2 separate regions of the Lactuca sativa genome follow, and region 1 is linked to region 2. The links are chromatin contacts, called in public Hi-C maps. All regions are on one chromosome and are shown on one strand. Each heading gives the region's core, a stretch centred on a gene start, on an enhancer-like site or on the middle of the called end of the contact. The rest is flanking DNA. Distances are from core to core; before and after follow the strand shown. Region 1 holds the start of LOC111898912. Region 2 holds the start of LOC111898891 (adenine phosphoribosyltransferase 5).

Evidence for each region. A called contact is a pair of places that touch in the nucleus more often than the background predicts.
Region 1: a Hi-C map of seed shows a contact between it and region 2, with 6 times the contacts expected there. The contact joins the promoter of LOC111898912 here to the promoter of LOC111898891 in region 2. A contact is called at or near these places in 2 of 4 Hi-C or Micro-C datasets (leaf and seed).

What each region holds. Positions count from the first base shown.
Region 1 is chr4:153,101,160-153,108,826 of Lsat_Salinas_v11, forward strand. It overlaps LOC111898912, which reads right to left and starts at 5,254. Exons shown (of 5, transcript XM_023894800.3): 1 at 4,946-5,254; 2 at 4,750-4,849; 3 at 4,209-4,308; 4 at 4,023-4,114; 5 at 3,626-3,928. The coding sequence starts at 5,102. The coding sequence ends at 3,790.
Region 2 is chr4:152,613,136-152,619,666 of Lsat_Salinas_v11, forward strand. LOC111898891 (adenine phosphoribosyltransferase 5) reads right to left here and starts at 2,673. Exons shown (of 7, transcript XM_023894780.3): 1 at 2,497-2,673; 2 at 2,307-2,417; 3 at 1,020-1,112; 4 at 289-438; 5 at 141-199; 6 at 4-66. The coding sequence starts at 2,587.

The sequences.
Region 1 (7,667 bases), core at 4,004-6,503, 490 kb after region 2:
TAACTTTTGTGGTGAAAAAAAAAACACACCCTATAAATATAAAATGAATAAAAAGGGGATGGAAAGAAAGAAAAGAAGAAAGTGAGAATGTATAGTCATTTCCCAAAAGATAAAAGCAATTCAAAACTCAATATTTTTTTTTAACATGCCAAAAGTCATTTTGAAAAGAACTTATGCAATAGCTTTTTCTTATTTGTTGACTTTTTGAAAAGACAACAATAAGCTATTTTGAAAAGCAATCTCAAACACCTTCTAAATATTTTTAATCTTTTTAAATGATTGAATTACGATAATAAACCTTCGTGTTTCATGTTTATAGGAAGAAATTAAATAAAAATTCTTGAATGTAAAATTTCGAAATACTTGATAGTAAGTTGTTATTTTTGAACTATAAGGTTTAAACTTAAAAAATACTACCGGTAAGAACTATTTACATTATTGTTGGATAGTGGGGCTTAGCGAAAAGTTTGAGGAGTCGAGAGTGATGATGAATTAGTTTTTATCATTACTGTCGTCAACTCCTATAACCTCTCTTTGTACACAATATGTTGGAAAAACATGAACTTTCTTTAACTAGAAAATATGATTATTTTTCCGAATTTAAATATGAATAAATTTACACGTTTTAATAATATATAATTAGATTTTGTTCTCCTTGAAGAGAGCTTCAGAACGATATATTATACATATAAATTGGAGTTGTGATAATGAGATGTCGTCTCAAAGTAAAGATAATAGGAACAGACATTTAATGGGTATATATAGTAACATTTAATGGGTATATATAGTAACAAGTTCCTGACCAACTGATTGAATGGTGGGAGTCCTAGTGGGAGGCTCATAGATGCACTTTGTATGTATGCAACGAAGCATAAGTATCCTTTTGTTTTTTAAGAATGATATAGGGGTTGAAACTACCCATTGAGCTATCAAACAACTTGAGTTATCGTTTAACACCCAAGTTTTTTAAAAGCTTATGGTCTTAACTTGAGATTGTTTGATGATCGAATGTAGCATAAATACTACACAACATCACTTGTTGATTATTTCCTATTACCAATTATTGAACAAAAGTAGTTAATGCAAGATTTTTCTTGATATTAGATGTAATTACCTCATTGACACAAGGTTGGAGTTCTTTATGCATGTCTTTTCAGTTCCTAAAAGGTTGAGAATTTAAAGCCAATTAGAGCCATGGTTTTAATGAGCTCCTAATTTTCTTGTGGTGTTTTGCTAAAGGGATCATGATACCAGATGTGTTAATCGATATCATTTTAATGGAAGGAAGAATTCATAGAATTATTAGATAAGGAGTTTTTGGGAGTTTGATGTTGTGAACAAATAGCACGAAGACTATCGAATCGTTCCCAATAGTCATGAAGAGTTTTTATTATCCTTGATGAATACCGCAAATGTCATTGGATGCTTGTGTTACGGGATAAAACTTATCTGATAACGCTCTCGCCATATTTACCAACCCTAATGGTAGGTAAAACAGTCAATCATGTGTTCGATGGGGCACAGTTATGGGGAATGTCATTAACTTGATTTAATATTATGTGACCCCGTGTGATTTAATTTTTGAGCAAATGATATGAAATATCTTAAAGTGCTTATGAAAATATTCGTTTCCCAACCTATGATAGGTGGGAAGTTGATGGTTCAACTCGGATTTCAATTTCAATCTCCCTTCAAAATAGGGATAGTGGATGCATATAGATTGTTATGTGAAATTGGTCTTCCTGGTAACGAAAAAATCACTAAATTATTGTATATCCTCATTGTGGTGCAAATTATATTCACTCAGAGGATTGAGGTTAGAAAATAATCTTGATAATCAAATTATTGGGCATCAAGGCTTGGTTACTATTTTCTAAATTATAACTATTTAGGTTTCCAAAATAAAATGGCTAGTTGTCTTTGTCCCTAACATACATGTGAATTAACCAAAACAACAAGCATCTCCATTTTTGTATGTTTTGGCAACAAGTGTTTGGAGTTTTTAGCTTTTGAAATCAATCTCGCATTAAAAAAACAAAAAGTTTCATTTGGAAGCATGAGTTGAAAAAGTCTATTTCAAAACAAAGAATTTATAATCCAAAAAACAGTTCAAGTAGCTTTTGAAAAATTTTATGAGATTTTAACTTTTATGTTTTTTTTAATTTTTGCATATTTCAAAAGATTACAACTACATTTTTCAAAACACTTTCTTACAAATAAATATTACAGCTTCTTGCTAACAATTATTTCTCCCAAACATACACTTAGCATAAACAAAATTAAATAAGTTTCTTAAGCATGCCTGTTTGCGTGTACACCAATCGTTTTGTTTCCATATTTTTTTTAGTAATCATCATCATAGTTTCTTATTAACATTGTTGTTACTTGGTTGCTTCATGTTTACTTGGATATTCGATACTTTTTTGTGTTTAATGTTAAAAGCTTTTACTCCTATTTGTGCTTATAGCTCGACTTGAACGGAATAGACGTGAAAAAATACAAGCAATTTAAATGATGATAATCTTCTTTACAATCGATGATGACAAATTTAGATTTGTGCTCGACAATGTTGTTTGATGTTATGTATGTGTAATTTTTTGATTTTACATTTTTTAAGTTGCGAACATTATGATATGAACAACTTTTTTTTTTTGATAGACATTCATATATTTTTCTGAGATAAACTTTTAAAGTGTTTTATTACAACACCATATTTATATGACTTATTTAGTGTACTAGTTGTAATTCAATTTATTGAATACCCATTTATTACACTAGAAAATACCATATATTTTTGTCTGGATGATGTAATAAATATTGTAACATTATGTGTTACAAGTGTATTTTTATTATTGGTAATTAATTTCTTTTCATTCACTCATCTTTTCATATCAATTAAACTCAGATTACCAAAGGGTTTCTAGCCATTGTCCATTGTGATATTAAATGGTGCCCTCCTTCTTTACTTGAGACAAAGGTGAAATTAGAAGTAACTAGATTTGTTGTTTCAAAAAAAATTAAAAAAAAAAATAATAAAAAAAATTACTCATTTCATTCAATGAAAGTAACAGTAACCTAAGGTTACAAATGAATGTTATTTACCTCGTCCATTTCATTGCTCTATCAACTCTATTCCCTTGTTATTACATTCCATTCCATCCAACCAAAGTCCATTCCATTACATTGTAATTCCATTCCATCCAAATTCCAATCAAACCAATGAGATTCACTAATGTCCAATGATGTTACAATGCAAGAGAGATTACAAGTATTCCCGTAGAGAAAGTCTAACATTAGATGACGAATACAAATTATATACATTTAAAAATTTGTTTAAACAAATTAATGACATTTAAAACTTTTTAGTCATGCAAACAATCATTTTTTGAATTTCAAAAGTAGTCAACTTCTGAAAAAATGTGACTTTAAACTTGTCTATATGTTAAAACTTATTTTTAAAAACATGTAAAAACAAAAATCTCCCAAGTAAAATTGATGGATTTAACTTTTAAAAACTAGTCATAAAATTCGTCTCTCATGTTAAACTTATTAATAATAAAAAGTGGTTTTTTTTGTCATTTTTGGTACTCAAAGAGAAAAAGATGAAACACGTTTCCAAAATCAATTTATATATTAGGTAATCAAATCTTTATTTGGTTATAAACTCGCAATACTAACTCTTAAATCGTTGATTTTAAAAGTATATTCCAAAAAAAAGGCTGATCCACCATCTTAATTCCTAAATTTACAACATTCTAAAAAAAAATCAACTGCCTATTTGAATCATTATCATACAATACTATTACGAAATTTCCTGTATGAAAACCAACCTTTCAAGAAGTTTGCCACTTTAGAGCCATGAATGAACATCGACTCCCCTTCTTCATCTTCTTCAATAGAATCACAGTTTCTGGCATCATCACTTGATCTGAAAATTAAAAAAAAAAAAAACAACATTTTAGTTGCAAAACAGGCAACAAATATTTTTAAAATATAATGGGAATGAAGTGATTGATTCATACATTGAAGGTTGTTTCAACTCATCACTTTGGTTCTTGATCATTTGTTGTCTTGTTGGTCGATAGTTGATTGTAACATGTCGTACAAATTTAATCTGAATGTATCAATGACAAAAAATTTAGAGCACGTTTATTTATAAGAGCATGGGTATATTAAATTGAAGGATATGATATGGGATAATAGATAACCTGATCACCATCTTTGATTCCAAGTCTTCTTATATAAGCTTTATCATTCAACAGCTTTTGGCCTTTATAGCACAGACAAAAATGCCCCCATACATGTGACCTGATATCATTGAAGTTTCTTGAGATGTTAATAAATAGTTTACTTTTCAGATAAACCAAAAGGAACAGTCTGGTTCTATTTAACAATTGTAGAATTCAACAAATAATTGAATTCCAAATCAGTCTTCACATGTGTTGATCCTGCCATTTTCAAGTCTAACTGTTTCCTTTGCTGTCTCATTCAAGAAATCAGTTTAGTTTGAAGTATCACTTTTAGAAATTGATCTTTATAGTTGAAAAAAAAAAGTTACAGTTTGACCTAGATTCGTGGTCAAGGGAATGAAATTCAACGTAAAAGCTTATACGAGTTCATTGCAATCAAGGAAAAAACTGTTTTATAAGTTAAAAGTTATAGCGTGTTAATGCCAATTGCACCAAAATATGAATCTGTAACAAGTAACAACATCGATCGATCTTCAATACGAAAATATACGCATCTTACCAGGAAACAATGCATCTCTTCTCCTTAGGCAAGAAGCGAAAAAACTCCTCTAATACGAGTTTAAGATCTGCTACGGTAGCATTCATAGAAACCTCGACGCCTAAATAGTCAAAGAAAAGAAATCAGAACTTAAACAACTGAAATTGAGCGTGAAAACAGATTATATTACGAGATAACAGAAGAATCGAAAGTTTACCAAAGGAAGAACCATCTAATTTCAGAACAGATAACTTGAGAAGCTGTTTAGGAAGCTTGTGATATGAAAACGATAAGCGTCGAACAATGAGTGCGTTGTGCATCAAAACCCTTGGATTTCGATTATCGTGATCGAAGTTCGACATTATCTCCATCATATGTATGCCTGTGTGTGTTTTAATGATCTTGGCAATAAAGAAACCCTAGCTACTTTGGGGGTCAAACACAAGTGAGTGATGAAAAATGGCAGAATAACGAGAGAGAATCGGAGATGGAGATGGAGGTTTTTTGGGAGGGGGAACGAATTGGCGACCGTTGTAATGAGAGGAGGTTGTTTGTTGGGAAGCAGAAAAGTTTATGTACTTGCGGTTTCACTCGCTTCAATGGACGCGCGTGCGTCTGGAAGAGTTTACACTTAAGTTATACAAATGGTCCCTCAGTTTATAAAATGTTATAAGTTTAGTCTTTTTTATTTATACGAATGATACATACTGTTTTACTTTATTGGGTCTTTGGTCCTAAGTCTTTAACTTACATAAATAGTAATTTTCTTTAGCATTTTCTAATATTTTTTAGTGTTCTTTTTTTCTACAAAAGACACTATATTTTGATTTGTAAGGGTGGATGAAGAGGATAAATATATAATTTTAGGCATGTTTAATGCTTTGATCAATTAGTGTTTTTTTTTCTTCGTTTACGTTAAGTATACCAATATTCAATTACATAGGACTTTAAAGATTGGGACCTTAACAATGCTCATACCTAGATTACTTAGTGAAATCTTTACGATTTCTCATTGTTGATTTTCTTGAATTCACAACTCCTTTCTTTAAGATTTCGATTCAAAACATGTTGTTAACTGGTCATATTGAAAGTCACTGGAATTTTTTCCTCTATATATGGCAAAAAAATTATAAATTTTGGGGTTTTGTCCCTTATTTTTGCTAAAGGAAATGGTTGGTATTGCTACATGGAAATGGAGTTCTTCATTTCCTTAGTGTTTTCATCAAAAAGTGTGTCAATTTTATCATATTCTCATACCCATTTGGATATGTTTATCCCTACACCAATTTCATAATCTCTAGAATTGACTCCGATCTTAAGGAAAGGGTTTGAGTTTTTTTTACAACCAAACGATGATCAGAAAATGGGATGGGGTTGTGAGTTGGACGATAAGGAAACGGTGCAAAAGAAGATCGGTGTGTTACCGATGGAGTGGGGATGATCAAGTGGTGTTGAGGGGTTAGGGGTGGTAACACGAAGGAAGAAATGGGTGTTGGTAGTCACAGGCTATTTTAGGGGTGGTTTTTAAACTATAAGGTATTATTATAAATTAGAAAAAAGAAAATAATATTAAAGATTAATGAAAAATCAAAGTAAGGATAATATGGTAACTTTAGATCAAACATAAAATAAGATGAACTACAAGGACCAATCATTCCAAAAAAATTCAAAGAGACCATGTGTGTCAAAAACATGAAAAGGGACTAAACATGTAATTTAGATTTAGCTCAATAGGATTTATTTATCATGCATAAACTAGCTTATTTTTTTAATGCGATTTAATGCTTAATGAGTCACGGTAATATCTTATAAACTAGTACTTTATAAACTAGTTTAAAAAAAATGTTGTATTGATAAGTTAACTCTTAATCTAAAAAATCATTTTTAATAGTACATCCAACACAATCTAATTTGTTAAGTATTATGCTGTAACGTCCCAAATTTCAATCCAAATTTTTTGATTAAAATTTTAAGTATTTATTTAATTCACAACTGCAAGATCTTAAAACATTTATCAGAGTATCATTAAAAATTATCAAGTAGACAAGTCCCTCATTGATGTGATGTAATCGAACCATGCCTCTCCTTTAATATAAGAAAACCTGAAACATGTAAACCACAAATCGTAAGCACAAAGCGTAGTAAGTTCACCAAAATACCACACACAACACAACACAAATAAACAACTATGGGTTATCAGCAACCCTGAATCCTATCAGCAGTCCCAGTACGCTAACAGCACACTCAGTGGGTTATCAGCAATACTGGAGACTATCAGCAGTCTCAGTCATATATAAACATCATAACACAATAATAACAGCTAGACCCAGGTGGTCATCACAAATATAACTATTCTACCACACATGCTCATAAAAACATGCGAGAGTCACAAAGACATCTAACATCTTACATACATAATTTAGTGAGTCGGCATTGGCACCTTCGACTCACGAGCACTGGGAGAATACTCACCTGAATCGAAGAACCCTGAAACACTATGACACGATCCCTTTTCTGCACTGCTCGCACCCGTGAATCCACTAATACCAGAACCAGATAAAATCTTAATTAATAACCCAAAACCCTCAAGTTTGACCCAAGGTCAAACTTGGTCAAAAAGTCAATGGTCAACAGAAGTCAAAGTCAACATATCAACTTCAGGCTGAGTACGTTTAGCGTACTCAGCTCGTACCCATGGCATACTCAGCTCATACACATGGCGTACTCATCATCCATAATCGGGACCCCATACAAGTACGTGTAAGCGTACTCGAAGGTACGCCCGACATACTCGACCAAAAGGCACTTTTCCATTAAGTGCTTAATCTCTTAAGTCATTTCATCCAACACTTAGATCTAGTCCCACAACATTATTCTAAGTTATAAAGTTTCCACCTTTATGACTTTCCATGTCTAGAAAAGGTTCAAAAGCCAAAACC
Region 2 (6,531 bases), core at 1,423-3,922:
TACCAAGTCGGTTAGGCGAGGCTCCACGAGAACATACAGTGGTACTCCATTTAGCCTCCAATTACCCTGTTGACACGTAACTTTAAATTCAAGTAGAACAAAAGAATATAAAAAAAATAGTGAACAATAAATTTTATTACCTTGACTTGTGGCAATCCAATTACACATGCACATTCAACAACCTCGGCTCCAACACGTTCTAGAAAAAAAAAAAACATGTTGAAAATGTGTTTTTATTATTGGGATAAAAGTAAAAGTAAGATGCTATTTTGAATATAAAAAATGTACCTAAAAGCCTTATGGCTGCCGAGAGGGTCCCACCTGTGGCCACTAGATCGTCTACAATCAACACGCTTTCCCCGGGTTGCACCGCCCCAACATGCATCTCTAGACAATCCGTACCGTACTCGAGCACATATGACTCACATATAACTTCACCTAAAATTCGAAGCAGGTTAGAGTTATATCAGACAGATGTAAATCAGGTACACAGAAGAATAAGAAACAACTTGTTTTATGTTTGATAAAATAATAATACTAATAATAATAAATAAATGGGTCCCACCAATACTAGAGTACTAGGTTTACATATAAGATTGTTTTAAATTTACATTTATATAGGAAGTACAATTTACAACTTTTTATTATAATTTATAATCAAATACATACAAAATTATTTGTAATGAAATACTCATTTAAAACTAAAATAGATGTCTTCTTCCAAATGAGATCAATATTGATTTATTGAATATGATTTGTTAAAAAAAGTTAATTTTTAGTTTTATAAAAAAGGGAAAAAGTTAAATTATGGGGACCACAAATTTCCATACATTTTTGGCAAAAATATCACCCTTGAACCAAGGGGCAAAAGGCAAGATTTTCCCTAAAGTTAACAACTTTATAATAATATATATATAAGAAGCCGATCTTGTATAAGAATAGTAGATGAATTATTGGTGTCAAGTTATTATATTTTAAAAAAAAAAAAATTTTAAAAATCTAAAAGATTAACTGCATACCTGGCAATTTTTTTGGTTTGCGTAATGGAACGAATTTAGCACCAATAGCCAATGCAATTGGAGGGCCAAATATAAATCCTCTAGCTTCCACTCCTATATTTTATGTATTATTATTGAATTTTCTTTAATCGCTATTCAAGATAATAATTGCAAATAACATCCATAAAAATATGATTATACGAAAGAGTAAATATATAAACAGAGCTTTCATTTGTAAGGCCATATTTTAATAAATTCAGCTTATGTTTTGTCATCAATCAATAATGAATCAATAGATTAGTCGTGATTGATGTAATTGATATTGCAAATTTTTTGTCTCTAAAAAATCTTAGCTAACTAACAAGGTTAGTTGTCACATTAAAAAAAACGTCGTTAATATTTAATCCACGCATAATGACAGCATTGATATGTTAATTTCATATTAGATATGAACAATCCATGTGATATGTTCTGGGGCCCACATATTACATCATTCATTCTTAAAAAATCTAAGGGGGGGGGGGGGGGGGGGGGGGGGGGGGGATGAATAGGAACAATAGATAATAAAAAGAGCTACCAAATGTACTTCATATAATGTTAATGATATTTTGTCTCTATAATATCAAGCCAAAATAGGTTAAATTTTTATTAGAACAAAGTGTTTGTATTTTATTGTTGAGAAATTTTTACATAAAAGACCCCTTTTAAAGTTTAAATCCTCAAATAACAAAACTTTACATTACTTAATCCACAAATACACAAGGGAAAAAAAAAGTTAGGATCTTGGGGCAGATTGGATAAGTTTAAATTGATTTAATTGATTTGACCACAAAGGTCAAAGATCAAACATGAAATATTCTATTATTTTTATTTTATTATCCAGAAAAGGTTAAATCGTTGCCACAATGTTGGATTTAACAGTGTTCTTGAAAAGATGAACATCTTCTAAGATATCGACCTGAGAAACAACAAATTGGTCCACCAAATTCCTAAATGTTAAGAACCCTAATTTCAGCAATTGGAGCATGTATTTTTCCTCTTTCACAGAACATTTTATTGAAAGGAAAAATGTTTTGGGATAATAGTCATTGACAGAAACCAAATCATCGAAAAAGAATTCAAAAATCATGAAATAAACTACTCACAAACTGACACACTGATCTACTCATGCAAATAGAATAAGATGAACTGGTGGAGTATCATATTCCTTTCCCTAAATTTTGCAGAGAAACCAAACAAGGAAGAAGCACATGTTTAACAGAGAATCTATGCATGAAAGCTTATAAGAGGAGTGAACAGAAATAATACCAGCAACTACTGAAATTTTCTTATCTCTGTAACGATCGACAAAGATATCAACGGTGTATTTGAACGCCTTTTGATCTAACAACAGCGTTGTTATATCTTGAAACATTATCCCTGAAGAAAAGATGGAGTTGACGAATCAGAACACAACCTGTTCGACGAAAAGCCAGAGTGAAAAAACAAGGCAAAATACCTGGTTTAGGGAAGTGAGGAACGACTCTTATGGCATCTGAAATGGCCTTTATCCTTGGGTCTCCATGTAAGCCATTTTCTTCTGCAAACATCTCTCTGTAAATAGAGAATTTTCCGGCGAAAATGGAAGGAAGGGGGCGAGTGAAAAATGGAACAGTTGGTCACTTCCTTATCTAAGCATGTCCTGTGTGCGCTTATTTATAACCGAATTAAACATGTACTTTCTTCTCAATCAAATTATTATAAAATAATTATTAATTGCAATGGATTTTGTGAAAATGTGTTTGTACTTGAAGTTAAAGATTCAAAAGAAAAAAAAAATCATAAAATAAAACTGTATGTAAAAAAATTGATTTGAATAGAGGCTCTTTGGGAAAAATATTTTATAGCTTATAGCTTTTATACGTATATAAATGTTTGATAAAAATAATTAAAAAATTTTAAAATATATAAAATTATATAAAAAACTTATCTAAAAAATATCATTGATTTTAAAAATGAAAATTAAGTCAGTTTGTAAAATTATAAAAGAGTTTTCTTTTTGTTAAATGTTATTTGAAATGATTTTGGATTTTTTTTTGTATAACTAAAAACTATAAGCTTGGTGAACGAAAAAATTATTTTTTTTTGAGTTTTTTCAAAAAGTTAGAATTAAAGGTTCTTAAAAACTACATACAAACACAATCTTAGTTTACTTCTTTTGTGAGAATGTTGCATTCTCTGAAAATGTAGGTATATTTGAATTCTATAAACCTAATAAGCTAAATTATTGAATTTAACATGTAACAAAAAAACATCTATCTCCTAATATAAGTTAAAAGATATTTTATCACAGACATATAAATGACAAAATAAATGCTGTATTCCCACTTGGCTTTTATAAGGATTATCATGAAAATTTTCTTTTATATTTGTTTAACTTATTAGACTTTATAAATGATGTAAGAACATGAAGTATAGCTTGTAAAATTTTATTTTATTTTAATTTTCAATTATTGGATTTTTAGAAATCAATTGTTTTTAACACATGCATGCGTGTATGTATGTTTTTATAATCAAGATATTGTATTGTAATTTTGTATTATTAATAATAGATTAATAATATTGGATAATAGATAAAGTACAAAACTTTATAAATAAAATAATGGGTAGGTTCAAATTGAATACTAATAATTAAACAATTAAATTGTAAAAAAAAAAAAAGAATACATATTTTTATTAAACGTCAAGTCTAACCACTAAAAATAGGGAACGAAAAGGATATATGAGAACACCATAAATTCTAGCAAAAAAGAAATCTATAAGATATAAGATATAAACTGTGTTATTAATTTAATTATATGAATATATTTATACTTTTACTGATATGAAGTTCTTGGCAAATAGTACTTTATAATAACCACGTAGAGTTTTATAATGTAAGTAGGAGATAATATTTTACTTATTTAAATAATCTTTTTATTTTAATCTGATAATATTTTCTAATATAGTATCAAAAGACAATTGAACCATTGACTTTTATGTTTCCACTCTCGCAGTTCATAAAAGTGACCTAGTCCTTTTCTAGTGTTGATGGCTTAGATTTGAACAGAAGTTAGGACTACCTATTTTTTGAATAAACAATTTTATTTAACTTTTAACTAATAATATAAAACCAAACCGTACGTACATGCAAAATTTGATTTGAACCTACAAATTCTGAATCAATTTTGTTTATGCATCTAGTACCGATGTTTTTATAAAACTGTAAATATTGTTTATATTATTTTAATGAAGTCCAAAAGTAATTTTTTACTATGATTTTGTTGGGGTTTGATTTTCAAAGTTGAAAACTTTTCGTTTTTCTTTATGTTAAATCCATATAAAATAACAATTTACTTGTAACAGCCGACGTTTTAATTTGCACTATCATTTTATAATATTTTCTGGCATTATGCACATCTATCAAAATATGGTCCCAACGAACAAACACAAAACGTTTTTTATTGTTTCCAAAAGACATATATGGGATGCTATGATGTAGGCAAAAATCATAGTAAAACCGTGGATATATAAACTATGTCCGGGCTCTTCAAAACCTCGTTGCTGATCTTTTCGGTTTTTAGTTTTTTGCATACGATCCAGAGTCATATAGGTTTAGACCTAAAACATTTTAAACATTTGATAAATCCAAATAATTTTGAAAATTTAAGGATAAAAACGAACAATTTTGAAAACTCAAGGGTTTTACTGATATCAGGTAACCGGTATGACCAATTACCTGGAAACCGGCTAAAAAGGTATATAAATGAGCAAATTAAACAAAATATCCGGTTTTACTGGACCTAAAACACGTCCAATGGTAAAACCGATATTTTTGTGAAAACTTAAGGGCTTTTATGTCATTTGCCCAAAAAAATTCAATAACTTTAAAATGATTTCTAACTATGCAATGCATGTTTTCACACAATGCAAACTTACAGGTTTCGTTCCGTTTCATTAGTCATTTCCATTTTCGTTTTATATCCTTGGGTCCGATAAGGACCAAAAAGTCACCTTGTGCTAATGTAGTTGTTGACTACCACATGAAAACAAATCATCATATTATGGCCTCATCGTTCAAAGAATCCTGCTTCGTGATGAAAGGTACTCTCCCAACAGAGTCTCATTAGTCACCTTGTGGGACATCATAGGCTAGCCGACTTTTACATTTCTTTTACATTATTATGGAGTTCACTCGATGATGCATGATCACATTTTTCTTTCCAAGATTCAATCACATACAATGTCATGCTTTACAATTTAATCATAACAATATTAAGTAATTTCAAGTCAACCATGTATAACACGAGTCATTTACCAAAATTTATAACATAGGCTTATTTATTTCAAAATCCCATAAACATAAACATGTATATTACTTAACTTTATAAATAGTATCTTTAAAAAAAGTTCTTAATTCATTAAGTTATATACTCCTAGTTAAAAAGCTTCATAAAACTCATCTCATTTAGTTAGTGAAGATTGTCTATTACTTTGACTTTTATCCTTCACTTGGTGCAGTTTAATTAATCTCCTTGCCAAAACTTATTCAAATAGCACATTAAGCTCTTAACAACATGTCTTAATCCATAAAGAGATTAATTCCAACTCATATTTAAAATGATCATACACTTGATCATATGAATTTCTCATTCCAAACTTCTGTGAACAAAATCAATTAAGCTCTACGAGTATCTCATAATTATGTCTTGATTCATTAAGAAATAATTTCACTTATCTAACAACTTACCCAATTAGGGTTTGAGTTCATATTCTTCAAATTTAAGAATTCAACCATATATTTATCAAAATAAGCTTAGAATCATGATCATGATACTCATAACAATATCAAACTTGGAAATTCGAAGCACTTGAAAAAAGTTCTAGTAAATTTCTTCGACCTCCACCATTGTTGAACATTGAGGCTTAACTAGAGGTGAAAGAAGGTACCTTGATTCACTTAGATGGCTTGATTATTTTCTTCCCTTGCATCCCCTTTTGATTTGCTTCAAGTTCTAAACTTCAGAACTTTAAAATCGCCTTAAGGAGAGCATTGGAAATCATACATGTGATAAATGGACTGATGATGTGTTTTTTATACAAAATTTTTATCAAGTTTTATTAATCCTAATCTATCACAACTCAACTAGCACACACATGTGGTGAACCCGATCGTCTAAAAGTTTAGTGATGGTAAATAAATGTATCGAGCTCTCGGGGAACAAGAATGTTCAAATTTAGAATTTTTCTATTAATAAAATTAAAGAAAATATTACAAAAGGAGGGAGGAGGTTTCCGATATTAAAGTTAGAAACTTCTAAACTCAATTACTAATGTCTAAATTGGTAAAACTATAACATCCCAAATTTCAAACATAAAATTTTGATTTAAAAAAAATATTTATTCGAATTACAGCTTTAAATATCTAGATAAAACCATTTGATTCAAAACATTTATCAGGATATCATCAAGAAGTTATTATGTGCGGAAATCTCTAATGGATGTGATGCAATCG